2 separate regions of the Mus musculus genome follow, and region 2 is linked to region 1. Evidence: chromatin contacts called from public Micro-C data. All regions are on one chromosome and are shown on one strand. Each heading gives the region's core, a stretch centred on a gene start, on an enhancer-like site or on the middle of the called end of the contact. The rest is flanking DNA. Distances are from core to core; before and after follow the strand shown. Region 1 overlaps Zfpm1 (zinc finger protein, multitype 1). Region 2 overlaps Zc3h18 (zinc finger CCCH-type containing 18).

The links. Hi-C and Micro-C count contacts between places; a contact is called where the count stands out from the background.
Region 2: a Micro-C map of the G1E-ER4 cell line shows a contact between it and region 1, with 4 times the contacts expected there. The contact joins two enhancer-like sites. A contact is called at or near these places in 1 of 39 promoter capture datasets (embryonic stem cells), 1 of 484 Hi-C or Micro-C datasets (the G1E-ER4 cell line), 1 of 115 datasets of contacts at active chromatin or transcription factors (embryonic stem cells) and 3 of 9 other capture datasets (adipose tissue, embryonic stem cells and liver).

What each region holds. Positions count from the first base shown.
Region 1 is chr8:122,316,748-122,319,511 of GRCm38.p6, forward strand. All of the region lies in intron 3 of Zfpm1 (zinc finger protein, multitype 1), which reads left to right. Among named protein-coding and RNA genes, the nearest start is that of Gm46056, 26 kb to the right of the region's middle. RefSeq lists an enhancer at 2,723-2,764. Within about 2 kb of position 1,349, at least 41 of the 459 cell types and tissues checked have an H3K27ac peak or open chromatin away from gene starts, as enhancers often do. A contact at or near this core is called in the G1E-ER4 cell line, where this site is marked.
Region 2 is chr8:122,404,039-122,406,802 of GRCm38.p6, forward strand. All of the region lies in intron 8 of Zc3h18 (zinc finger CCCH-type containing 18), which reads left to right. Among named protein-coding and RNA genes, the nearest start is that of Il17c, 17 kb to the right of the region's middle. Within about 2 kb of position 1,318, at least 12 of the 459 cell types and tissues checked have an H3K27ac peak or open chromatin away from gene starts, as enhancers often do. A contact at or near this core is called in the G1E-ER4 cell line, where this site is marked.

The sequences.
Region 1 (2,764 bases), core at 99-2,598:
GCAGACCCCACAGGATGCTGTAAGAAGTCCCTGAGCCCAGCAGGCTTGACCAACATGCTCCACTGACACTCACAGAGCCACCAAACTGCAGAGTCTCCCAAACCCAGGTCACGATGTATTCTAGGTCACTTGTAGATTGTGGGAAGGTGGGACAGGTGCCCCGGGACAAGCTCCAATGCCCAGCCACCGCTGGCTGCCCAGTTCCAGGCCAGCAGGGAGCTGCCGCAGGAGACATGGATGTAGGTCAGGACCAGCCTGCTTTGTGCTCCCCTTTCCTGAATGCCTACCAGCCCCTCACAATGTCATCCCTCTTCCTTTCCCCGTCAGGGAACTTAAGGAAGGACAGAGCCAGGTCAGAGGCTTGGGTTTGAACTTCCAGTGTCCTGATGTGATTCCGGCCTCCAAGCTGACAGAAGCCTTGAAGGCAGAGGCTATTGCAGATGGCTCTTCCGAGGAAAAGCTAACAAGTCCCTAAACCTGTTTGTCTCCCATCCCCCACAGAGCCTAACTCACCCTGAGGCAGAGGCTTGAAACTCAGAGTGTCTGGGAGTCTTGTACATCCTTTGTAGGGGCCTTTGGTCTGTGTGCTCAGGCCCTGAAAGGCCAGTGTGCTCTAAGTGGTAGCTGTGCCCTGACACACTGGCTCCCCAGCTCCCACCTCACTGTCAGCTTGGCAACTGCCACCACTTCCCAGACCCTCATACCCACCCTGACCGCTCAGACCAGCACCTGTGGCCCCAGAGAGCAATGGAATGAAGATAAGGCAGGTGGGTGCACTGAGCTGGAGCCAGGTGAAGCCAAGCTCTGGGCAAGACCAGGTTGTCCGTGCCATCATAAGTAGGCAGGGAGATGTGGGGGCTCTAAGCTGAGAGCTTAGAGCTCTGTCCCTATGCTAGGGGGAGGAAACCATGCCTCAGCCTCCTCAGGGATGCCGGCTGCGTAGAAAAGAGCTCCTTGCCTTGGCATGGTACACAATCCTCCAAGGGATTGGTGTGTCCTTTGAGGGGTGAGTGGGTGCACAGGTCACCGTTGCCATGGTTCCTCCTGCTAGTCTGGCTGCTTTGGTTGTGCCCTAAAGGGACAAAGGTGGTGTCTCCCTCCAAGAACCTAGAATTCTGGCTCTGAACCATACAGGGTCCTGGGATGAGCAAGAGATGCCTTCCACCTGGCATCCCTTGACCTATTACACGCTATCGATGCACCTTCTGTGAGAGCCAACCCTTCCCCAGAACAAGCCCCAGGCGGAGAGAGGCCCCCTGGGAGGAAAAGCCCCACCCTCCATAGCAGGCTCTTCCCAGATGAACCCAGATCTGCCATTAGTAAGGGCCAGGGTCCAGCCGATAAAGGCTGGCTGTTGCTCCATGTCAAAAAATCAATACTCAACAAGCACAGTCCCAGAGACCAGGGAGGGGCTGCGGAGTCGCTGGAGGGGCAGGACTTCAGCACCTTGGACCAGCCCTCCTCCACCTGGCACCAGTGTTTGGGGTTCTCAGTGACTTAATCCTAGGCCAGACTGACCACACACACACACACATACCCTACCCTGCTCCCTTCTGATGGACAGGAAGCTTGAGGTTGGCTTCTTCCTCCCCAGGGCCACCAGAGTGGTGGCAGGACTTGAGGAGGAGGGGCTGGATGGCTACGGAGAGAAGTGCATAGGGGACAGAAGCAGGGGTACTCTCCCACTCCTGAGGTCAGCTGCCCCGTCTCCCAGGCATGATACCCTCCTGGGTCTGGGGCACATGATGCCCAGAATATCCCTCAGGGCTGGCAGTCTACGAAGCTAGACACCTCTTTCCTCTGAGGTTTGAGCCACTGAGAACAGTGACACTGGCGAGAGGGAGGGGACTGGGCGGAGTGAGGAGAGAAATACAGGCTCTGGTGCAGCACCCCTGGGAGCAGCCCACCCTAAGGCGTTGTGGACCCTGCTCTGCACCAGCTGCACCAGCACCTTTGCTGCTGCCACAAGTGGACAGAGTGGTTCAGAGCAGGGCTGCTTCCTGGTGTGAGTGGATCGCATTCTTACAGGTCCTGAACCCAGCTTTCTGGTGGCCTCCATCCAGCTTACTGATCCCCATTTTCCTAGTGACTGGCAGCTATAGGCACTCTGCAAAGTCAGAATCTACCTCCCGAGGGGCGGGGTGGGGCGGGGCGGGGCAGAGACCCCCCCCCCATTTCCCTTGGATCTCACCCCAGCCCTCCGTGCCACTGCTTCTGAAGGTGGTGGTCAAGCTTGTGTCCATGGCGCCTGTCACTCTGCAGCTTATCTGCCTGGTGCCATCCTCTCCCTCTGCAGAATGCCGGGAAGAAAGCAGAGATGGCTGAACTCTCCTTACTGGCCATGTCACCTCTGGAAAGTCCCTTGACCTCTCCAAGCTTGCTTTCAATGCCTCCCCCACCCCCATCCCATCTTCCTTAAAAACTGTTTAGCAGACAGTGACCCTGAGCAAGGGCAGGTATAACACACACGCCCCTTCTCACAGCAGATTTCCCTTTCAGTGTGGCTTGATCCAGGAACACATTCCAGCAGCTCTCTGACCCCTCCATCCCCTGCTGTGTGACTCTAGGGCATCTTTTGCCCTTCCGGGTCCTTGGTTTAGTGGGAACTGATGTCCTCTGGGCTACACAGTTTGCCTACACTGTTCTGTGTTCACACCTGCAGAATTTTCTAGACCCCACCAGACTGGGGCTGCCCTCCCTCCCTCCCTCCCCATTCATGCCTTTTTCTTTCCTTTACTGTGACTTTTATCAAAAGCAAACAGGG
Region 2 (2,764 bases), core at 68-2,567, 87 kb after region 1:
TTTCCAGGCATGTGCCACTATGCCAGGCTATTTTTGTGTCTCTTTGTACCTGTCCTAGAACACATGGGTCTAGGGCCTTTGTTGTCATCTGTTACCAGTTCTGTGTCTCTGGGTTTTCTGGCTTTCCAGTATGCTCAAAAAGACATTTTCAAATTCTGAATCAGAGTGGTAGGTTGTGGAAAAGCCTTGTTCCAGTTCAGCACTTGCAGGTCAGGACTGAACTCAGACCTTCTGGGATTGTCATTTGGTTGGTAATATGAGCTAAGTGAAGCCCACAGATAGGACTTTGTTCTTGTATTGCTTCTGTGGTTGGTTGATTGGTTGGTTGGGTTGGTTTGGTTTTTGTTTTCTTTTGAGATAGTGTCTTGCTATGTGGCTATGGCCATCTTAGAGCTAGGTGTGTAGACCAGGCTGCCTTAACAGATGTTCTTGCCTCTGGATTTTGTTGCTGTCTCAGTAGATTGGCATGTGTTAGCCTTCTGTGGTTTTTTTTGTTTTTGTTTTTTTTAAAGATTTATTTATTTATTTATTTATTTATTTATTTATTTTATGTAAGTACACTGTAGCTGTCCTCAGATACTCCAGAAGAGGGCATCAGATTTTGTTACAGACGGTTGGGAGCCACCATGTGGTTGCTGGGATTTGAACTCGGGACCTTCAGAAGAACAGTCTGCGCTCTTAACCACTGAGCCATCTCGCCAGCCCGCCTTCTGTGTTCTTTAGGGCAGAGTGGAGAAATGGCAGTAAGAAACACTTACATCTCCGCTGTCTCATACATGTAGGGCTAATAGAGAGGACCAGACAGCAAGTGCTGACTTTGGGAAAAGGGTGCATCACAAGAAGTAATGGCAAAGCAGAGCAGAGAACACCTGGGACTTGTACTCCTGGGGAACTGCAGAGGGAAGGACTTACTGAGCTCAGAGGGGTTTAGCCAGTAGGCATCATCATGTGCATGGTGTAAGGCATGAAGAGGTACAGTGGTGTCACCCACTGAAATGAGGGCAAACTGTATACACTGTGGGACAGTCCTGGGAAACCTGTGCAATTTCCTGGGAGATAAACAAAAGTGTGTGTTCCTTGGGTGTTGGCAGATTGAGGTAGTAGGGAAGAACCCACATGCTATGAGTTCCTTCTTCCTGTCTTTATTAGATGTTTAACCCTCCTGATTTTAGAAGCAACTTGCCATCAGTTGCTTTTTATTCTTTGACCCCAGATTTGACAGCTGTCCAAGCTGGAGTTCCCAGATAGGCGGGGTGGTTGCTTCGCTCATAGGCTGCCGCTCACTTCCTTGTGTCTCCCTTGGCCTGTGTACTGTCAGCCTTAGCATTGACTCTTGACAGCACAGTTGACCCTTGCCCTGTAGAGCCTCCGGTAGCCTTTGGATATGGTACTGTGCTAGAGGGAGATTAGAGGGTACTGCAGCTACACAGAAGATCAAGGTCACAGATCACCTGTGCCTTTGTTTGTTTGTCTCTTCAGAAGTATCTGGAAATAGCACATCTGTCCTTGCCCAGCAGATGCCTGCTGTAGTTCCCGACCAGCCCCCCTCCCTTTGTATACTACGGTCCTGATACACCACGCGCACTATGAGGGCACCTATGGGGAGATGTAGCCTCCTGTGGTTTTGTATTCTGCCTGGCTTTCTAGGTCTGATGTGATATCTGGGTGGTTATTCCCCACTAAATGATTCAGCAGTTTTCTCAGGATGTCCTGGGAAACAAAGATACAACCTAATGTCACTCTGCAGACTCCAGACCTCGACTGTCCCCACTCAGAAGACAACTCAGGTGCCAGCTGGGAGGGTGTTAGCCTGTCGACTCAATAGCTGCTACCCTGAAACACGAGCTCCGTGGTCGTAGATCCTCTCCGTGGCCAGACTCGTTGGCACTCAGACACACGTCAGTCTTGCAGCTTTTCCCTCTAAATGATACATGAACACTTTTCTCAGTGAACGTGGTAATGGATTCTTGAATGATGGTTCATCCAGTCATTCTTCCCAAAGACCTATCATTAAATCTGGGGCTTCTGTTGGATACCCATGTTTCACCCACATAGCCTCTCCTGTGACCTGGGTTCTTCCCAGCTATGCTGGGGATCAGAGGCTCTCCCCACGCCATCCTTACTGCGTTTCCTTAGGGCGGCCCCTGGGTGTACCTGGGGCATTAGCTTCCAGGGTCAGGGCTGAGATAACAATGGCACAAGCCAGACTCACGTGTCTGGTGGTTAAGCTTCAGCACTGGGTGTCGCTCCCCCTGTGCCCCTCAGCAGGTAAGAGAGTCCTGGTACCCGCCACTGGCTGGTGCCTGAGTAAACAGAAGCTGTGAAAGGATAAACCGCAGGGTTTCTATCTGCATGGGGTAGTGCAGCCTTCCCTATATATGCCTTTTTCTCTAACTCTCTGAGGACACGAGGCCGGTGCTGTTAGGGAGGAGCCTGGGAGCCTCATTCTCTCTGTGCATTAATCAAGAACTTCCCAGGGTGCAGTTAACCAGACTCTTGAAATTTAGAGAAAAGGCTTAAGGCATGGACTTTCGTTCACTTTTTTTTGTTAACAGGTGTTTAAAAACATGGTTCTTGTTGCTATAATTTCATGAATACTGTGTACCTACTATGTGCCAACACTAAAAATAAACATGTTTGAACCAGGTGGACTCCGTTGCTGTCAGAACGGTACAGTCAGAAAGATAGAGTTAAGTAATGACTCCCCTAAAGTACTTGCTTTTTTGTTTGTTTGGTTTTTGAGACAATTTCTCTGTGTAGCCCT